Linked DNA regions of Mus musculus: all the other regions are linked to region 1. Evidence: chromatin contacts called from public HiChIP or PLAC-seq and promoter capture Hi-C data. All regions are on one chromosome and are shown on one strand. Each heading gives the region's core, a stretch centred on a gene start, on an enhancer-like site or on the middle of the called end of the contact. The rest is flanking DNA. Distances are from core to core; before and after follow the strand shown.

What was found. Promoter capture Hi-C pulls out the DNA fragments that hold promoters and counts their contacts. HiChIP or PLAC-seq counts read pairs in DNA pulled down with a chosen protein or histone mark.
Region 2: a contact with region 1 is called in a promoter capture Hi-C map of hippocampal neurons, with 3 times the contacts expected there. The contact joins the enhancer-like site here to the promoter of Exoc6b in region 1. A contact is called at or near these places in 5 of 39 promoter capture datasets (the 3T3-L1 cell line, cranial neural crest, hippocampal neurons and 1 more) and 2 of 115 datasets of contacts at active chromatin or transcription factors (astrocytes and stem cell-derived neural progenitor cells).
Region 3: a contact with region 1 is called in an H3K27ac HiChIP or PLAC-seq map of the NIH/3T3 cell line, with 5 times the contacts expected there. The contact joins the enhancer-like site here to the promoter of Exoc6b in region 1. A contact is called at or near these places in 2 of 39 promoter capture datasets (the 3T3-L1 cell line and hippocampal neurons) and 4 of 115 datasets of contacts at active chromatin or transcription factors (the NIH/3T3 cell line, astrocytes, embryonic forebrain and 1 more).
Region 4: a promoter capture Hi-C map of hippocampal neurons shows a contact between it and region 1, with 3 times the contacts expected there. The contact joins the enhancer-like site here to the promoter of Exoc6b in region 1. A contact is called at or near these places in 3 of 39 promoter capture datasets (the 3T3-L1 cell line, hippocampal neurons and liver), 3 of 115 datasets of contacts at active chromatin or transcription factors (astrocytes, embryonic forebrain and neural tube) and 1 of 9 other capture datasets (liver).
Region 5: a contact with region 1 is called in an H3K4me3 HiChIP or PLAC-seq map of embryonic limb bud, with 5 times the contacts expected there. The contact joins the enhancer-like site here to the promoter of Exoc6b in region 1. A contact is called at or near these places in 4 of 39 promoter capture datasets (the HPC-7 cell line, cranial neural crest, frontonasal cranial neural crest and 1 more), 9 of 115 datasets of contacts at active chromatin or transcription factors (astrocytes, differentiating embryonic stem cells, embryonic basal ganglia and 6 more) and 2 of 9 other capture datasets (adipose tissue and liver).

The regions. Positions count from the first base shown.
Region 1 is chr6:85,067,646-85,071,581 of GRCm38.p6, reverse strand. Exoc6b (exocyst complex component 6B) reads left to right here and starts at 2,069. Exons shown (of 22, transcript NM_177077.2): 1 at 2,069-2,286. The coding sequence starts at 2,177.
Region 2 is chr6:84,132,688-84,136,983 of GRCm38.p6, reverse strand. The region is part of intron 32 of Dysf (dysferlin); the gene reads right to left. Among named protein-coding and RNA genes, the nearest start is that of Dysf, 120 kb to the right of the region's middle. Within about 2 kb of position 1,768, at least 54 of the 459 cell types and tissues checked have an H3K27ac peak or open chromatin away from gene starts, as enhancers often do. A contact at or near this core is called in hippocampal neurons, where this site is marked.
Region 3 is chr6:84,264,190-84,268,310 of GRCm38.p6, reverse strand. No RefSeq gene overlaps it. Among named protein-coding and RNA genes, the nearest start is that of Gm10445, 160 kb to the left of the region's middle. Within about 2 kb of position 1,355, at least 68 of the 459 cell types and tissues checked have an H3K27ac peak or open chromatin away from gene starts, as enhancers often do. A contact at or near this core is called in the NIH/3T3 cell line, hippocampal neurons and pancreatic cancer cells, where this site is marked.
Region 4 is chr6:84,417,501-84,421,650 of GRCm38.p6, reverse strand. Gm10445 (predicted gene 10445) reads left to right here. Exons shown (of 4, transcript NR_046063.1): 2 at 47-128; 3 at 1,168-1,256. Among named protein-coding and RNA genes, the nearest start is that of Gm10445, 4.3 kb to the left of the region's middle. Within about 2 kb of position 1,805, at least 24 of the 459 cell types and tissues checked have an H3K27ac peak or open chromatin away from gene starts, as enhancers often do.
Region 5 is chr6:84,099,379-84,103,503 of GRCm38.p6, reverse strand. Dysf (dysferlin) reads right to left here. Exons shown (of 55, transcript NM_021469.3): 20 at 3,911-4,088; 21 at 3,226-3,350; 22 at 1,535-1,641. Among named protein-coding and RNA genes, the nearest start is that of Dysf, 82 kb to the right of the region's middle. Within about 2 kb of position 1,408, at least 7 of the 459 cell types and tissues checked have an H3K27ac peak or open chromatin away from gene starts, as enhancers often do. A contact at or near this core is called in embryonic limb bud, where this site is marked.

The sequences.
Region 1 (3,936 bases), core at 820-3,319:
CAAATGCATGTATACATAGGAATATACAGCTTAAATGAAGTTAAGCCACTTGGGCTGACAATGTTCCCTTTAAGAGCCATAAACTACCTAATAAAAAAAAATCCAGTACTCGATACAAGAAGCCACCTTTTGAATTGTTGGTCAGGGTAGCCCAAGAGATTCCTGAAACAATACAGGCTATTGCCATTGCCCCTGGTTGCCAGAGGTTGAGGCTAAGTCTCTATTGCTGAAGACACTGTGCAGTTTGAACATAGGACCTAGAGCTGGATCTGCCCTGAAAACCTCTTCCCTGAGGACTAACTTTCATAGAACTAGAAGGTGCTATTCCAAGTACTAGTAGAGGGAGACAACCAACAGTCCTAAGAACTACAGCAACTACCAGCATAGTCAGAGATCCCCAAAGGCACAATAATGGCCATCATACTTTGGTTGTAACCAGAAGATGTCTAATTGCATTTAAAGCCCACTTGGCATGGGGGAAATCATTCCTGGTATTGGAAGCCTAGTAAACTAGCTGGGGCTAGTGTGGTTATGGATCTTAGAGGGGAACCTACTACTGCTACTGTAGTAAACCAGTATAATTGCTAATAGCATTCTAAATAACCTTATAACCACAGTTTAGGTGTGGCTCCCAACCTCACCAAAGAAGTTTCTTGCAACAGACAGTGACCATTCCAGAAAACCACAAACAGTCAGAATACAGAGAAGAACGACCATGGAGTTCTCAGTCCCAATGGTTACATCTACAACACAACTCCTGCACCCAAGACTCAGGAAACATTTCTGAAGAGAGGGTCAGAAAGATTTCAAAGCCAGAGGATCAGGAAATGTGCTGTGAGATTGTGTTTCCTAAAAACTACAGGGAAGATTCACCTATGAACTACAGGCAAGTAAAGGAGAGAGAGAGAGAGAAAGAGAGTCTTTCTCTATGGGAGCCCTCTATGCTGGTTATCCAATGCCAAGTGGCCAGCCTTGAAATCACATATATGCAACACTGAACAACTCAGTAGCTTGTAACTGTATATTTATGTGTAGACACACATCCACATCTTCACACACAATTAGAGAAGAGAAGGCCAGGATTTTGGGGTGGGAGGTGAGGGGTGCATAGGTAGACTGGAAGGAAGAAAAAGGAATGTAGAAAAACGATGTAATTTTATTTTAATAATAAAAAAAGGCCAAATGTGGTGGTAGATGTCTTTAAATACAGAACTTTGGAGGGCTGAGGCAGGTAGGTATCTGTGAGTTCAGGGCCAATCTTATCTACATAATGAATTTCAATTCTATCTAGGACTACATAATGGGACCTTTTCTCAAGAGAAAAAAAGAAAAGAAAAGAAAGCTGGTTGTGGTGGGTCTTGCTCATAGGAAATGATTAAGAGGTGGAGGCAGAAACAGCCAGTACTGAAAACATACATTCAAGTTACATTATACAAACTGAACATATTTAGGTATATATTTATATGCATATATGCATACAATAACAGTGAATAGAGGGGCCATGAATTTGAAGAGGAGTGGGGAAGGGGTATGTAGGAGGCTTTGAAGGGAGGAAAGGGAAAGGAGAAATCTTATAATTATATTATAATCTAAAAAAAAAAAAAAAAGAAGAAGAAGAAGTGGAAACAGGATGATCATGAGTGCAAGGCCAGCCTGGGCTTCATATTAGGGGCTGGAGAGAAGACTCAGCTGATAAACACTGAACACTGTGGTTCTTCCCTGCACCTACTAGTGACATCACAACCATCTGTAACTCCAGTCCCAGGTGATCTGACACCTTCTGCTGATTTCCTTGGGTACCATGCATACATGTAGTGCACAGATATACATACAAGCAAAATACACATAAACGATTTTAAAAAAATGTGCTGGGTTAGTACCACTGCCTGATTTGATGTCACTGTATACATGTGTCGTAAAGCTCTGCATCTATATCAAAGTAGAGGCAATTTGCGCAGATTCAGTGTGTGTGAATGGGCAGAATCCAGTTCAGCCTGACCCAGAGAACTACGAATCCCAGTGGGCTGCGCGCGACGCTCGCGGCCCGGCTGACGCCAGGGGGCGTGGCATCCGAGGGCGGGGTCGCGCTGCGGGGTGCTGGCCCAGCGGCCGCAGATCCTGGGCAGAGGGATCGTGGGGTACTCGCTGAGAGAGGGCCGCGCGGCAGCGCCCTGCGATGGAGCGGGCGAAGATGGCGGAGGAGAGCCTGGAGACGGCGGCGGAGCACGAGCGGATCCTGAGGGAGATCGAGAGCACAGACACGGCCTGCATCGGGCCCACGCTCAGGTACTGGGGCGGGGCCGGGTCGGCTGGAGCAGGCGGAGCGCGGCGGCTGGCTGTGGGGAGAGTCGCGGGTGTCCCGCGTCCTGGGCGAGGCCCTGCTGGGGAGCTACTCTGAGGAGAAAGGGTGAGGCGCGGCTCTACTGGGCCGCCGCTCCCTTTGGTTAGCTGCTCTTCAGTCAGGAGCAAGCGCCGGCTCTGCGCGCTGTGGAACTGCCCATCACAGGTCCTCCGAGAGCGTCCCGGTTTTCTCGGTCCTGGAGGAAGTGTCCTCCCACCTTCCCTCGCCTGAGAGCCCAGTTCGTGAGGACGACCCAGTCCAGGTGTAGTCTCAGGACCTTGCCACTACCTGGACATGCTCTGTGCTCCCTCCCCTGACACCTTCTCCGAGAGCTTCCACCTGCATTGCCCGTGGAGATGTCAGGACGTACCCGGCCTTTCTCGGCTTACTTACCTTGCACTTGTTACACAGAGCGTGAGGCATTGTGTGAGTTAATGTGCAAACACATCTATGGAAGCCGTTGAGCAATCCTACCGCTGGGGTACAGTTACCGTTCCCTCTGTATCAGACGAGATGCCTGGAAGAGGAGTGACTTATCCAAGGTCGCAGAGGAAGGGAAATGGGTTTCTTGTTCCCAGCTCAGACACTGCACTGAACACCCTGCCTTTCCGTCTTTTTAATTTTTTTGTGGTGTTGTGGATGGAACACAATGTCTTGCAGTGTGCCAGGCAAGCCCTCTTCAGCTGAACTGTGCACAGCCCACAGATTCTTCGCTACTTTTGTTCTGCCTTAGTTGCGGATTGCCATCTGCTGTACTTCCTGTTGAAAATTATTCAGCAAGCCCAATTTTGAACACCCCCCCCCTCAGTTTCCTGGTGTCCTAGAACTAGTTCCTTCCAATCCTTTCCTGTAGTACTTTCTGGTCTCTGTTCAGTACATGAGTTGAAAATCATCTTTACCCCTCCTTGTACAATATATATCAATGCGCCTCCCTCCATAGAGCATCACTAATCAGTGTTGGCATTTTCATGGGGAGAGTTGTCCCTGTCACGAGTGACCAAGACTGGGACTTTTACTTTTAGCTTCACTTGCACAGCATTCTTCTCCAGGCTCCATTTTTGGTGCCAAGCAAGTTTTCTCAGTGTCATTCCTGGAAATAACTGTCCTTAATAGTTTGTCTTTCCTCCCCTCTGCCCACCCCCACAACCCAGAGCCTTGGAATGCCACACAATGCTCTTCCACTGAATTGAACCCCATCTTTCCCCCTGCCCCAGGTGATTTTTAACTCCCGTTTCTTATTGTGCCAGTTCTTTCACAGAGTTGATTCCTTTTCCTCTGAATCAACATCATGACCATGATCTTGGTCGTGCTCCTCTCCTTTACTGTTTTCTTGTGGGAAAGGCCAGTGATTTACATTTCGTCGTAGTCCTTTCTAAAAGCCCAGTTGTCACTCACTAATATTCTCCTACATATGTTATTAGTGGCTATTACTATTTGGCTTTCAGTAACTAAAGTGATAGTAGAGTGACTGAAAATGTTATGTTAAGAAATTTGTCTGTTAAGTTGAGGGTTTAGAATCACCAGAATTTTAGGAAGAATTTCTTATCAGGACATGCTGTCTTGAGTTGCTTGTGGTTTCTGATTGCTGTTGTTTT
Region 2 (4,296 bases), core at 519-3,018, 930 kb after region 1:
GTAGCCCATTCACTTATCCAACAAGCCTTTCAGAGTGCCTTCTGCACAACACACTAGGGACTGGGGACACAATTGGAGCAAAACATAAAAATACCTTCCCAAACCAATGGCAATTTGAATGAGAACATGGAAGGATAAATACAAAGGGCAGGGAGTATGTTCGAGGTAGATCTGGGTTTCTTCAGCAGTTTACCACGGTGGCCACACAGTGGCACCCACAGAAAGCCCTCCCACCTAAGACACCATCAGTCGGCCAGGAGCAGTTTCTTCAGCAGTTCACCACGGTTGCCACACAGTGAAAAGACAGGAGATGCACACGTGATAGTGTGAACCAGTTATGAGGCGACGGCATTGTTAGAGGCAGAGTTGACACTCTCTTCGGTGGATGCAGAATCTAGAGCTGCTCAGCATGCACAGTGCGAGCTCCTCATTGGCCAAGGATTCCCGAGCAGCCTGCCAGCCCCAAGGGCCCGGGATCCAGCCAGTCATTTTCTCTGCCTTGTCCTAAGGCAAGTTGGTATAGTTGGAGCAGATTCTAGAATGGTGGCCCTCAAATATGCAGGTACCGTGGAATCACCTAGAATGTTTTCACAGTTCTCTTGCACACGTGATGTGGCAGAATTGGGTAGGGTCCTTGTCTTTCTAGCAAGTCCCAGGCAATATTGTGAGAAACCAGCATGAGGTCTATGAGGTATGCGAGCATTGGGAAAAGGACCGAGGGTTTGAGGGTATGAGTTTAGGGGTAGGGTCCTGTTCGTTGCTTAGGGCATATGAACAGGGAGTGTGAGATGGATGTCTGAGAAGACCAAGCACAGGCCCTAACTCAGCCCCAGCCCTATCCAAAATGTCAAGCCCCCAGGCCAGACAGCCCCAACACGGTCATTAACTTCCCAAGTGACCAAAGAGAGCTCCAGTGGTCTCAAAAGGCTCAGAACTGTCCAAGCAATCCCATGCCAGGATGGGGAGGCTGGGATCTGGGCCAGGCTCTCTGGCCATAAGGAAACTAAGAGACAAACCAAAACCTCTGCACAGGTGGTGACAGAGAGGGGGGCTGGCACCGAGTGACTATAGAAGATGCGGGAAGGTGAAGCGAGATTTGGGCTTCCAGTTAGGGTAGACAGCAAGGTCCGACACTGAGACTGCCTCCCAGGAGCTGGCTGTAGGGGGAGGGTATCCAGATCACAGTGGGAAACACTAAAGCACCTGTGGCAGAACCACACTGGGTGCCAACGGGCACTGAACCGCACTGGGTGCCAACGGGCACTGAACCGCACTGGGTGCCAACGGGCACTGAACCGCACTGGGTGCCAACGGGCACTGAACCGCACTGGGTGCCAACGGGCACTGAACCGCACTGGGTGCCAACGGGCACTGAACCGCACTGGGTGCCAACGGGCACTGAACCGCACTGGGTGCCAACGGGCACTGAACCGCACTGGGTGCCAACGGGCACTGAACCGCACTGGGTGCCAACGGGCACTGAACCGCACTGGGTGCCAACGGGCACTGAACCTGAGCCCAGCCTGCTAGCTCAGGAGCTGAGGGGCAGTAGAGGAATCGTGGAGGGCATTCCCTGGGATGCTGGCTTTGAACCTGACTCTGTGGTTGGAAGAGGGCAATGGGATGTCCTTAGCAGAGAGAGAGAGACTTCCCCGGGGGAGTGCCTCCCTGGCACAGGACTCCCACACCCACACACAGGTCCTGGCAGGCTGGCCCCAAGCCCTCTTCCTTCTGCCCCTGGCAAGGCCTGGCGGCGTCTGTGCGTTTAATGAAACCGTCTGGCTGTGATACCATCAGCTCTAAGCTCGGCAGAGAACCTCTCCCAGTTCCAGTAAGGGAAGGAGGGCGCGTTCCGATAAATAAAACCATATTAGAGAGCCGGCGAAAAGGCCTCTTTTGTTCCCACCCCCCACCCCCCCTATGCTTCCCAACGCTTTATTTTTATAAGCGTGCGGGCCCCAGACCGACTGCGTTTACACAAAGGTCACAATTGCACATTGTAGCGGCCATGCACGTTGTATTGCTGTTGGCAGCACCCCCCACGCCGGCCTCCGAGCAGGCTGGCTCTCAGGCAGCCCCAGCAGCTCAGGCAATGAGCTCAGCGCTGGAGGGGGGGGTAGGTGGGAGGGGGGGGACAGACAGGGGGCAGCTCACAAACAAAACTCACCCAGACCCACACGCATGCACCCCACCCACCCATGGGAGGGACAAGGACAACAAAGGCATTGTAAAGAACAGGCCTGGAGGCCTTGGGCCTCAGACACTAGGCTACTGTGTGCCCAGGGCCCAGCCTCCACTACCTGCCCCTCCCCCCCCCCCCCCCCCCCCGCGCCACCACCCATCTCCCCATTCCCACTCCCTGCAAAAGACAGAAGCAGCAGCAAGGTGACCAGATGGACTCACAGATACATCCTCTGTCAGGAGGTAGGGTCAGAGGGTAAGAGCCAGGTCCCCATGTTCATAGTCCAGCCAGTCTGAGGGCTTCAGGACCCAAAAGCTCCAGCAACCCCCCCCCATGGGGGACATGTTTGAACAGATCTCTCTGAGGACCGTGTGCTGCCTTTGAAAGACTCCAGACATAGGCCACTTGAGAGTACCACCGGTTTCCCTCACAGGAACCTGTCACCAAGCCCCAATCAGGACAGTTTTTTGTATGAGTCCTGCTGGTCAGACCTTCCTGAAGCAGTTGACACTTGCATCCCATCAACCAGCCAGAGTACCAGAGCAGAGGATGTGAGTGATGGACGGCAGTACTCCTCTGCCAGAGAGGATGCTGCATCTAGAACAGTAGCCTGAGATCCCAGGTGGCTAGAGTTGGCCTGAGTCCTAGTCAGGTACTCTATGCCATGCCCATAGGAAAGGAAGGGGGATGTACGCCAGAAATCAAGACAATGCCAGTTCAATTTTGCCATAGCAATATTGCTACTACAAAATCAGGAAGGACAGGTGCGAAGATGATACCTGCCTGTGACCCTGGTACCAGGGTACTGCAGACAGAAGAACTGGGAGTTCGGGGTCATCTTTAGCTACATAGTGAGTTCCAGACCAGCCTGGGCAACAGGAATCCCTATCACAAAGTAAAATGAAATTTAAAAAGAAAATTAAAATTAAATTTAAAATGTTTAAAATTATCGAACTCAGTGTTGTTGGCAAGCAGTGGGTAGAGTGAGTGTTCTTTCTTATTGGAGCTATGCAGTGACCCATCAGAAAGCAACTGGGCAAGATGCCCTGAAAACATTAAAACGTAACCTTCTCCTCACATCCCCGAGCATCAACTAAGTTAGCCAGACTCTAGGTCCAAAGACGTCACTACAGTGGCTCTAGTAATACACCCCTCATTCGCTACTCATGTACTGACTGGCTACGACATGGTAGGGATAGGTAGGATAGCTCAGTGCCCAGGATGCAGATGAAGGAGACACCAACCAAGCTTTTGAATGTGACTCCTGGGTGAGGACGGTCACTACCCAAGTCAAGAAGCAAAGCAATACAATTTAAGCAAGGGACATTGAAGAGGGTGGGTCAGTGTCACCTGGCTACATCCAATCAGCTTCCTACAGATGCCAGCCATGCACAGGGAAAGCAGCAAGCTGACCTGGGTGACAGAGTAAAGCTAGCACCAGAGCCAGGGAGCTGCAGTAGGGGGGGATGGTGGGCAGATAGCAAAGGGGCCTGGTCTGGTGCTGAGAAATCTGGCACGAGTCCCTTGTGCTCCCCAGTTCTTGGGAAGGCCTTGAGGAATGCTGAAACAGGTTAGACAGCTCCTCCCTACACCCTCCCGGTGGCAGCTCAGCAGCTCCGCTGTGCATTGTAAAGCCCGAATCCTTTTCCCAGTCTCTTTCCCAGGAACCCTTTCTAAGTGAAGCGTTTCACGAGCCTCCAATGCAGTCTGGAAAACCCCTTCCCATGCCTGTCGGGTAGATGCCTTGCCTCCACGCCCCACCCCACCCCACCAGAGCCAACCTGAACAAAGAGTCTGGCTTAGAAGAGGGAAGGCCAAACAGCATCCAGACATCAGAAGTCCAAGAGCAGGGAGTCCCTAATGACATCCAAACCCAGGGGTCCTTATGGCACAGGTGAGCTGAGGTTCAACAGACCCCACTGTGACCTGCCCTAACAGGAACGTCTCTCAGAACCACATCATTTCAGCTTCACTAGACCACAGGCCAGCAGAGAGATGTGGGACTTCATAAGTAGATCCCTCAGGTCATAGGTCACTACAGCATGTAGCATCTGGCCTATTGATAAGCTCTCTTTAACTGGGTTAGCCAAGGACTACCCCTTTGATCCCACTGA
Region 3 (4,121 bases), core at 106-2,605, 800 kb after region 1:
CACACATCCCTGCGTGTGCCAAGGGCTGTCACCAAGGCAAGACTGATTCATGGCTCCATTCATTCCTCTGGCCATTCACCCCTCACTTCTTCAACTCTTCCCATCCCTTCAATAGGTCAGCATCTGGACAGCCAGGGTAGCCTCTGACTTGAGGAGTGCACAGTCATGGGGAAGATGGAAGGGGTCACCCAGTCTTCAGGATAAGCTGGGTATTGGCACAGGTGTGATGATGGTTCTGAGAAGGAGCATGGTGGAGGGCCAGCTTGGGCCTTAGTGAGTAAGTAAGAAAGAGAGGAGCTTGATGCAGCAGCAGCAGCCGCTCTATGCCTCAGTGGGGTCCAGGCTGCTTTAGAAAGAGAGACCCTTCATCAGGAGGCTGAAGAAGAGTTGGAAATGAAATGACAGGGAATGGTGGTGGGGCCCTGAGCCAGCACTGTGGTGGCAGGCTTGGGAATGAAATGAGAGGCAGACATAGGCCTTGGTTCCTGATGCAGGGTATCAGGAAACATGGGATATATACCTAGAGAGCCCTAGTTCTGGCCTGAGTCACTGGAGAGATGATGTTGGACACAGGGCAGGCCAGAGGGAAACGATTAGCGATTAGTTCGGACTTTCAATCACACTGGCTCTGTTTCCGTCTAGCACAAAAGGTATCATCGACAATCTGTGAATGATTTACAGCCCCCTTCTGTATGTTTTACCATTTGGATTCTCTCCTGCACACCCAGCGATGGAGAGAGACCAGGAGAGAGTCCTCCTCCCTGCCTTTGCCCCTATGCCATGCCTGTCACCAACATGAATGACACCTGATGCCTACACTGTGACTTCATCAACTTCCTCCACACCATTCCCATGGCTGCCCTGGAGGTTTTCAAAATGTATGCTTTGTGGGTAGGGGCAGAAAGAGACTTGTCAGAGGTCACACTTGAAGGCACTAAAGGTTTCCTGATACACACATCACAGTGGCCACTGAGGCCTCTGCTCTACCAACTCCACATGGACAGGAGCAGCAGCAGTGAGCAGAAGCCCCCTCAGGGTCTCAACAGGAACGCTTCCTCTTATCCCATGGAGCTGGGTGGCCCGGGATGCCTCTACTGGCTGGCCCTTAGCTCCCCACGGAACGTTAGGGATGTGGAGACAAATGTCAGCTCTGAATCCCCATGGAAGGATCTCTTGCCCTTCAGTGAAGAGTGGTTCCTTCCCGGAAACCAAGCCCCCGACTAATGGTCCCACTCTCTTTTCTAATAAATACGTGGCCCTGGGCCCGGCTCCCTTCTCTGCTTTGTCATGAGGGACCCGTTATTTATGACTTGGGAGTGAGTCACAGGCCTTGGCAGGGAGCTAACGGTTCTGGGCCCAATGTATTTTTCCACTCAGTAGCAAATGAAGGAGGAGCTTGTAAATCCTGCCGTCAGAACGGCTGTGTAGGTATCTTCTCGGACAGACGCTCCTCCTAGCTTGGCCGTAAATCTTTTCCCTGGTAGATGTTCCCGGTGGTCTTTGGCAGCTGCTGGGAGAGTAGGTGGGGGCCCTTCCAGACTCCGAACTCTGCTCCCTGGCCACACAAGTGACTCTTGTGCCCAAGGAACTGCCACAGTGTCTCTGGGGACTTCCCACAGGCAAAATTGGGGGAGATGATGGGGTCTGAACAGTGAGGGTCAGAGAAGAAAAGGCTGAAGTGTGAGAGGAAAGCAGTAAGATACGTGGCTGGCTTCCGTGACCCACGGGACTCAGTAGGTCTTTCTCGACTGCCTGTGTTGGGCCCATCCTCAGCCATCAGCGGACAACCTCTGGACGTGCCGCACCCAATCTCCATACCCTACTTTTTTCCCATGCCCTGGGCCCACCCTCCTTCCCTGGCGATCCAGGCACCAGGCAGAACTGCAGGCTACTTCATATTTCCTGCTTATTTTTCTTACAGAGCTGTAACTCCCACATCTTAGGCCTCATTTTACCATTTGCCCAATGACCAGACACGTGACAGGCCTAGGAAACGTTGAAAACTGCACAGTGAGACTCTGCCCTTTGAACAAGCTGGCAAACATAACCACACAGTTTCTTTGGATGTCAAAGGACGCTCAAGACCCTGGGCTTCAGAAACAAAAGATAGATTTATTTTACTTTTTCTTAAGTTCCATAGATCTTAATCCCTACAGAACCAGAGATGCCTGGTCTGTACAAACTGAGAGTTACATCATGGGAGGAGCCTACAGCTGTGGGGCCTGGGTCTTTTTTATTAATAGGCAAAATCTAAGCTTGGCCCCAGGGGAAGACATTACCTTTGGTAAACAGAACTATTCTGTCTTTCCCAATCTGTTAACTTAAAAAGTGATGGAAAGAGAGCTAGGTGGGAAGGTAGCTGGCAGGAAAGACAGACATGGGAGACCCAAGGGGACAGGAGACAAACCTGTATCCAGACAGGGGTCTCACCTTGCTTCTGTCTTCTAGTGACTACTTCAGGTATAATGCTCCAGCCCAGGGACTCCCAAATCTTGATTGCATCTCAGAGTATAGAGAGGTTGAGGCAAAATCAGGCTGTAGCCCTCGATGGTCAGTCCCAGCTACACACCTGAGACTCTGGTCAGGGGTCTGGGGATGAAATGCTCCCTAGAGAAGCCCTCAGCCAAAGGAAACTGAGGAGGTGAAAGTTAAATACCTTCTTCATTCTCTGAAGCTATACTAGGACACAGCGTAAGCGACACCAGCCATAGCCCAAGGTAGCATCTGAAAAGGCCACATATGTTGTGCTCAAAATGCAAGGCATGGAAAGCGAAGGTTGGCGACACTTCTTTTGAGATACGTAAAATCTGGCAGTCATTTCTTTCCAGAAAAGATGGCTCAAAGGGGGCATAGGGTGGGGGCACCCTAATCCGGACCCTGTGGGGGCTCCCAAGAACACACCACCTGAAGTAAGAGAAGACAGCAAGGTGACAAGGTAGGGTTACTGGTCAGTTACTGTTCACACTGGGGGCCGGAGAGATGGCTCAACAGTTAAGAACACTCACTGCTCTTGAAAAAGACAATGGTTCAATTCCCAGCACCCACAGGGAAGCTCACGTCTGTAACCCCAGATCCGGAGGATCTGATGTTCTCTTCTGACTTCTGTGGGCACTGCATGTACATGATACATAGGCATACATGCAGACCACGCACCCACATACAATTCTTTTTTAAAGTTTGCCTTTCCTCCTGTAGAGTTCACCCCTAACATCCAATCCCAGGTTAGGGCCTTTCTTGATCCAGACTCTTCTCTCACAGGAAGTTCGAGTGTCTGAGAAGACCAGGGACTCTTCAGGACTTTGGTTCACAGTGAGAGAGAATCTGAAGAGTGGACGTGTGGAAGTGGACAGTGTGAGACTGAGACAGAATGGCTTGGAGAGTCTCTGCAAACCTCACCTAATGATCTGGAGATGTCCCAAGTGTGGTTCCACCACATGCCTGCGTAGTTCACATTCTTCCAGCATCCCTCTGCCAGGCTTCCTCCTCAGCCAAACTCTCCTGCTCTTTACGAGCAAATGGCTCACAGGAAATGATTAGTGTTAATTTGCAAGACTTTATCTGGATGGCCATGTCTCACTGAACCTCTACTTGTACATCCCAGTCAAGACAAGAAAAATAAACTTAGCTTAGAGAACAACACTCGGTGTAAATGCTGTCGATTAGCATAAGGCATGAATCCGGGGCTTCCAGAAAGGCCGCAGAGCTTGTTAGCACCGCAAACAGTCAGAGGAGCATCTTGGATCTTCTTGTGCATGCTAGGCAGATGCCCCACCCCAGAGGGTTGCTCCCCCCCCCCCATATCTGCTACCTACTCTAGCAGAAGCTGCCCTCAGTCATGTGTCCTTAGAGTGTCAGGTCCTGCCTTGAGGTACCTTCAGCACCCAGCACATGGTCTTTATTGAGGGAATGGGGTGAGTGTGTGTGCATGCGCATGTGAACACCAGAGGTCCACCTTGAGTGTCATTCCTCAGCAGCCATTCTCCTTGATTTTCAAGACTGGGGTTCTTGCTAGCCAGGGCTTCCCAGATCCAGCTAAGCTGGCTGATCAGTAAAGTCCTGGAATCCTCCTGTCTCTGCTTCCCCAGCACTAGGGTTACAAGTGTGCATCACCCTTTCCCACT
Region 4 (4,150 bases), core at 556-3,055, 650 kb after region 1:
ACTTCAAGCACACGACCATAGTAAAATGTCCACTTGTTATTTTAAGGCATAGCCATGAGCTCTGCTGGGGACATGGGAGAAGCAGTTGCTGCCTATCCATGAAAATGAAGGCGTTCGCCAAGAACAAGGTCTGGTTCAGAGGTATCAGGGGAAAGCTAAAACATCATGTGTGCATGTGTGTGTGTGTGTGTGTGTGTGTGTGTGTGTGTGTGTGTGTGTAATACCAATAAAATGCATATAGACACAAACTAGTCTTGATGACTGCTTCCACAATATTTGACGGGAGCGTCCCAACAGCCAAAAACTAAAATGAATGAATGAATGGATAGATAGATAGATAGATAGATAGATAGATAGATAGATAGATAGATAGATAGATAGATAGATAGATAAAACTGGGACAGTGAGAACAGAGTCCCCTCATGTATTACTTCTCCGTGAAAGTTCAGCTTAAGGTTCAAAGTTCATTTACTCCAGTACCGAAGGGTCATGACCTGGCCCCAGTGCATAGCTTTGATAGTTCATAAGAAAAGCTTGTGTCCCCAGAGAAATGAATTCTTGACACATCATGGCAAAAATGTCACAGCATAACCAGACATCTCATGTCCCAAAGCACAAAGGAGGACTTAGGAGTCAAGACTTGTTGATCCATTTTAAAAAGGAACTCTGATTTCTAGAGTGATGGGGTGGCCACCAAACTTCTCAGGACAAACCCAAGTCACATTCAAACCCTATAATGGATCCAGGCAGGTTCCTGCCTGGGAGGCCAAGACCAGGGCACCATGGTTCACTTTGGGATGAGTGAGAATGGATAATAGTCAACTGGTTTTTTTGAGTTTTTTTTTTCTTCTGTTGGGTAGGATAGGGTGACAGGAATCAGTGGGAGGAACTATTCATCAGCATCTAAAAAAGAGAAGTTTCTAGAAGCAGATGCTCAGTATGAAGGCAACAAATCTGCTCATCTAATTCTTACAAAGCAGACAAGCTGGCCTTTCACTGGCATCAGATCAGTTTGTGGGGTCGGTCCAGCAGACAGCATTGCCTAATGCTCAGGACAAAGGCTTCAGCGCCCTGAAAGCCAAGGGATAATCCTGAGCCAGTGGCATAAAAGATGCTATCGGGTCACACACAAGTGCCCTTTGCTGGTGCTGTGCTTCCTTCCTCCAGGTCCCAGGAGCTTCGTTCTGAAGAGTGTGTAGCTTGAAAGCCTGCTCTTGGATGTCTCGGGTCACTTCACACAGACTATTGCATCAAGAGTAAGTACCAATCAGTGAAGGAAAGGAAAAACGTCAGGTCTGCCATTACAGGGTGCAGTGAGTCCTGGTGCTATGCTGGCAAGAGACTGGGAGTCTAAGTTGAGACTTCACAGAAAGCCCACCCTGCCTTAGCTGCTTCCTTATCTCAGCCTGACCTGGTTCTGCTCTGCCTTCTCTGTTTCTACTTGGTACCTTTCCTTGACAAATCACTTGTACAAGAACTTTCCCAGTCTCTGAGGCAACAGGTCCAGCAAGGGCAAGTGCAGAAGAGAATGGGAAGAGACTGGCTGGGAGCAGCCTCCCCCAACCTTCACTCCATCCCCTCCCAGTGCCTGGGTCAGGCACAGTAGGTTCTTTATTCACCACCATCACATCCTGAAAGCACCACTCTTCTAGGGTGGCTTCAGGTGTCTGGGCTTTTGTGAGAAGCAAGTGGCTTATTGAGTGACAGAGATGGAAAGCGTCCTGGCACCCGTGTCCTGCCTTGCTGAGCTCCTCTGGGCTGCCCTGTTCTGCCTGCCAGGGAAGTCTTGGCTTCCCAGAGAAGCTTGTAAAAAGCATTGAGTTATAGCCAGAGTCTCTGCTGTCTAGATCAGGGAAGTCAGAGTGAGATCCAACAGTCCCCATAGGAGTAACAGGATTCCAGAGAAAGAACCACACCCCAGAGGTAACAGCTCCAGCATACAATCTCTACCTCAGGCCCACAGGTCCCTCCTCACTCCCTCTAGAATTCTTATAAAGACCTGGCCAGACCTGCCTGGTCATCAGGCTCAGCCTGAGGTCACTTCCAGACAATGCAAGCTGGAGGGTGGAAGGGCTCCATGTTACACAAAGGACAACTGTTGCATCACCAAAAACAGCAGGGCTTTGCCTGAACCTCAGCTCCATTCCCATCAGCATATGCTGTGACCCACAGTTGAGTAATGAGCTGTAAGTTGCATCAGACGAGTCCCCTGCTATACTGATGAGTCTCTCAGAGGTGAGGTCCCTGCAGACTGCCCTCTGGAGTCAGCATGCCAGAGAGAGTCCCAGGCTGGATCTTTTCGAGACAGGTGTCAGCAATCCCTCCCTTCCAGCTCTCTATAGATCTATGTGGCTGTTGGGGATGACTTAGGTTTAGAAAGCTCTGTGGATTCTGAAGCTGGGACTACAGGACTCTCTCAACCACAGCAAAGGAAGAAGGCTGAAACTGGACCAACCAGGGACAACTAGAGGCACTCTCCATCAGTGACAAGGTTTTAGCAGGTCACATTGATAGCCAGTGGCAACAAGAGCTTAACTCCAGGTACTTGACTTGGAAAAAGAGGCGGGTCCTACATCTGACCTTGCAGTTCCCCCAAGGTCTAAGGGAGTGCTTGCCCACGTGTGCACGTGTACAGGTGGAGGAGAGTACACATGTCTGTGTGTGCATGTATGTGGAGGTAAGAGGTCAACGTTAGGAGCTGTTAATCTTGCTTTTTGAGATAGAGCATCTCACTGGCCTGGAGCTCACCAATTGGCCAAGGTAGCTGGCCAACAAGTCCCAGGGATCTGCCTGTCTCCACCTCTACAAATGTTAGACACATGCAATATGGGTTCTGGGGCAAGCACTTTGCCAATTGAGCCATCTCCTTAGTCCTCTAGTCTTCATTCTTCATTGCCTGTTCTCTCTCAACAGTGGACACTGGTGGATCTGAACTCCCCTCCCCCCCCCATCTTCTTTCACTCCCCTGGGTATGTCTTTCCCGATCCCTTGCAGGCTCTATGTCCTGCGATCCTGACCAGGCTCAGCCTCCAGCCCCTTGCTCTTTGCTCTACACTTTTGTCTGCTGGTCAACATGGTCCCCGCTAGACACTCCCCTCACCCCACCCCCAGAAGCTGTAGCATAGTCTCAGTCAACTCGGAACTCATCAAATCCTTGATCTTCCCCTAAACCTACTCTTCAGGGAAACTCATCTTTGGTGCCCCTTAGCTCTTTGCCCTACAGTGTACCCCACTGCAGCAAATGGCCCATGAGTGGCTTAGCTGATCAAACCAGAAACCTGGGTACTGCTCAACTCCTTTCTGCCCACTCACCCTTCGATAGATATGCTGCTAGTTTTTCAATGTTTCATTAATCTTGGCACTTCCGTCCTTGATTTCTGAGGCCAGAGTCTAGAACTAGTCAAACCTCGTCTAGGTTTAGGTCCTTCCTGGGGTAGTTCTTGCATGATTGCAGGGAATCTGTTTACTGAGGGAGGAATCATGGGCCTGTTTCCTGGAACAACTGGGCTGGAGAGAAGTTCCCTCAGAGAGACATGATCCCTTACATAGGGCAGGATGCTGCTGCTTGCTAGGCTCTGTGGGGAACTTGCACACAGAGAAAACTCCTGTGAATACCCCACGAATAATCAGCTACACTCCAAGGTGTGTAGTTGGGAGATAGAATAGAGCCTCAGGTAGAAGAACGCTTCTTTAGGGAGCCCACCCCTCAACAATTCTCTTATATCCAGAAGGGGGTAAAATGTCTTATTCTTCTACACACTCACAGGTCTCCCCCACATTAGCATAGTCCCCTTCAATCGTGTTCCCCACCCTAGCCACTCTGGGGTCTCCAAATGTATGGATTCAGAAATCCCGATTGATACTTGCCCGATAACTCAGTGCCTAGCTTGCTGGCATTCCCTCCCTCCCAAGAGAGCACCACTTGACTATAGGAGAGAAAGGAAGACTCTCCCGGACTCTGAGGACTGGTCGATCCTTGCTCCAGAACCTTCCATGGCTGGCTGTGGAAGATGAAGGCAGACCCGGGAAAACATCATTTTTCTGGGTACACGTCTAGGCTGTCTTGTCATCTGCTACTCCTAAACCCCTCAGAGGACCTGGGTTGTCCCATTCTCCTGAGAACAGTGATATGCTTAGGAAGCCGTGCAGG
Region 5 (4,125 bases), core at 159-2,658, 970 kb after region 1:
TCAATCTCTGTGTGCCTCGGTTTCCTTATTTGTCCCTCAGAGAATTGTATGATCAGAGGTTTTTGCTTGGTGACTAGAATAAACACAAACTTCCCACACAGTGCCTGTTGCAAACTCTGCGCTACTCTCTGCTCCCTCCACACCCACCCTCCCCAGCTCCTGCCTTAGGTGCCTGTACCTTAGGTCACTTTGCAGCCCTATGTCTCCTCTCTTGTCGTCCTGAAGGCACAGCAAGCATCTGGCCCAGGAGTCTCCTTCTTCCTCAGCGTACCCAAGCCTGAGCTCTCCTTGGCAGAGCCCCTAAAGCCCACCTTGCTAGAAATCAACCATCCTTGGTAGCCCTGAAGATGGCAGGCATTTTAGGGCTACATGCCTTGGTCTGGGGAGTGTCTTCTCCACGTCCGACCTTTGCATTTCCACAAGGAATCTCTTTGGGAAGATTGCCTGAGTTCCACTGTCTGAATCTGCTCTGAGCTCCCACAGGCCATGCCTCTCGCTTCACATCCTACCTAGAGGGCTCAAGTTATCAACAGAGCTAGGGCTGAGCCTGGTTTCAGGAAGGTATGGAGAATGGAGGAATGATCTGTTTAGGGTGGGGCAGGGGCATTTCCTTGGGATCACTTCCTAACCAGGGTATGCAAACACCTAGCCACCAGTTTCACATATCTCATAGTGAAAGCATTTCTCTGATGCCCTTCAACTGTGTTCTCCAGCTAAGCTAGCCTGAGAAAGAAAAAGATAGGGTGAGGGAGATGGCTATCTTCACTCGGAACCCCAGAGAGTTCAGGAGAGTGGTTCTGACCAAGTCTGTTGCATAACTGAGAAACCAGGACCCTCAGAGGCAGGGCTACTGAAAACCAGCCGACTGTGGCGAGGGGCAGGTTTCCTGGTTCCTTGCATTTGTCATTGTGGTAATCACGGTTCCTTTTACTCGAGCCTCCTCACGGTACCACTCCTTTGTTGATTAGATATTATTAAGGAGTCGTTCTTCACGCCAAGTTCAACTTCAAAGCTCCCATGGAAACACTACCGCTAGCCCTCCTGGGAGTGGAGGAGATGTTGAGGGGAGCCCCCGCCGCTGACCCGCAGTCCCTTTCCTCCTCACTCCCAGACCCCCCCTTTCCTGAAGCTGACAATCATCTGTGTGCAGCGAAAGCCTAAACAGAAACCCTGGTCCCCGACAACATGGCCTTGGGGGAAGGAGGGGTGCCCCCACCCCAGCTTCTCCTGGAGATTCCATCAGGGAGCTATGAGGTCGGGGATCAGACACACAATGCGTCCCATTCAGGTGAGCCGGTCGCCCGCCCGGCCCACAGCTGCTGCTGCTGCTGCGGGGAGATTTATGACCTGTTCTGAACGTCACCTTTTCAACTCCCGGTGCAGGCTCCAGCACCTCTGGGCTCAGCACCGGCCAGACTGCTGGCCAAGCGTGGCTGGGAGACGTGCTTCTGCTCACCACCACACACGAACACTCCTGAGGAGACAGCCTTGGCTGAGCCAGGAGAGGCATCTGAAGGTGCCAAGGACCCCCTACCTGCAGTCTGCAAGGAGCTCATCTGTCAACTGAGCCACCAGGGCGTCCACATCCTCGGAGGAACACTGTGCCTTCAGAGCCAAGTGGACCTGCTCCAGGTTAGCTTCCTGGGAACAAGCATCCCTAGGTTAGGAGTATCACCATGGAGCAGGACCCAACCCCCAGGCCCTGTTACCTAGCCAGAAAGGAATAGATAGTAGGAGCAGGACAAGGCAAAGCCAGACTCAATCTGGCTCCAGAACCTTCCAGAATGCCCCACGCATCCCCATGGCTCAATTCTCAAGCCAGATCCCCAGTCTCACACATGGATGGACACGAGGCGGTCCTTTGCTAAATAGAAATTTTTCACAGCCTGAATGCATCCCCTCCCACCTGCCACCTCAACACCAGGCCTGAGTCCCCACAGGGGAGTGGATCTCTCTGAGACAACACTGGTCAGTTTCCCCAGCAGTCATGCAGCCACCAATAGACATAAAGAGCAGACTCCCAGAGCTGACTCTCTTGCATTTCATCTGATCCCCTTCTCTGGGCATTTTTCCTAGGGCAAGGTCCTGGGCTGGAAGGCCAACTCCAAAATACCTGTCAGCCCAAAGCTGCCTCAGTCTCCTAAGTAGCCCTCTCCACACGTCAGGGCATGTGATATGTGTTCCACCCTGGGGGACAAACCCTAGGAAGAAGACTCAGCTCCTGCTGTCGGGGAACTGTGGTCTTCTGGTAGAATAATGAGGAGTCCAGAGGACAGCAGGACAGTGACTCTGCAGTCTCAACTCCAAGTTCCCCCGCTGGCGTTAGCTGCCCACCACCAGCAGCTGCCAATTTCAGGGACACTGCCCCTTCCTTGCCTTTCTGCCTCCCTTCCTACTGTGCTCATCAGCCCGACCTTCCCCATGCTGCCCCTCATCCCTACCATGCAGCCACACTCACTTTCCCCAGTTGGGTGATGCTCCCTGGAAGGGAGCCTGGAGCCACTGCCTAACCCAGCCAGCGGCTTCCCAGCATCCTTCACCCCTCCCTTGGCCTTCACATCTGTGCCCTCTCGAGATTCTCCTGCATGCCCCGATGAAACATAAGGCAGCCTAAAAGGGCAGAGGGGTTCCCTGAAGCCTCTCCTCACTCCCACACAGAATATCTCTCACATTCAAACACTCTGCCCCTCTCCCCAGATTCCCAGCTTTGGACCCCAGATCATTTCTCTCAAAGCACCTCATCTCCCCAAGACAAATGTACCAAGGCCCAGCAGCCTGAGTTCCAGGAGCTCCCAAGAAAGCCATTGGCCTCCCAGGACCGTCTCACCCTCCCTGAGTCCTTGCCATGATATGCTAGATATGGTCCTCGGTCCTCATCTCTCACTTCCTCCCATTGTCCCTATGGCATCCTCTTGATGCTCCTTAGTTGGTCTCTCCGCCATACTCCACACCTCTCCCTCAGCAGCCATGAAGGCCACCTCCATCTAAGTTTGGATCCCCTAGCTTCTGGCTTCTAGCTGCTGGCTGGAAGTTTCTGGCACAACTAGAGAACACCAGGCATATCCCGACACTTCAGTTATCTCTCAACCCTCCATCTTTCAGTCATCTCCAACATCCACCTCGGGCATCCCCAGCACCTTGATACCCCATCTCTACAAGTCTGCCTGCACATCCTTCTGGCAGGGCTAGCGACCAGGCACCGTGTCTGGACAGGATCCCACTCACCAGGCGGTCAGCGACCCTGAGGAGCTGGTTTTGGATCTCAATTCGATGGCTGATGTCTTCCCAGTATGAGGACAGCACCACCACGGGCTTCACGTTGCCCCAAGGCAAGTAATAGTAGTGGCATCCTACAGGGAGAGGGAGGGACCTGAGCACTGCAGGCCCAGGGCTGTGAAACGCCATTCTGCAGAGCACAGAGCTCAGGTCACAGAGCTTTCAGAGCTGGCCCTGCTTGAGACAGGACTCAAGATAGGAGAGAGGACCAGCTCTGCTTTCTCCTTTAATGCTTGTGCTGTGGCCGGTAGTTCCCAGGATCCAAGCACGGTGCCTGAGCACACCTGGGGGACGGAGTGGGTGGGACCGAGTGCTCTGACTCTCACATCAAAACAAGAGGGCTGATAGAAGGTCTCTGGAAGACCCAAGCTCACATCGGTCAAGGTCTCCAAGCCAAGCCCCCAGGCCCCATGTGATGACGGCAATAGCTCAGGACCAGGGCAACCACAGAACCGTGGTGATCAAGCCTGCAGGGATTCAAACTGTGGGTGCAGTGCCCCTGCCCCCAAGAGGGGTATGAGGGACAACACAAGAATTACAGGAGAGGAACACACCGCTAGGTTTGCTGTGGTTTCCACAGGAGGCAAGGATTGGCATTTGCCCTATGACCCACGTCCCCTCCAGCCTCACCCACCATCAAAGACCGCCCGGCTGTACTGGGTGGTGGAGGCCAAGGGCAGGCAGGTGGTGTCGAACTTGTTCCCGTAGTTCCCAATGCTGACCTCGAACTGGATGGCGTCATCCACATCCTGCAGCATTGTGGCTGAGTAGAAGGCAGCAAAGAGGGAATATTTGCGCCTCCGCAGGTACTTCTGCAGGCAGAGTGAGCAGGCCAGAGATCACAGGGGG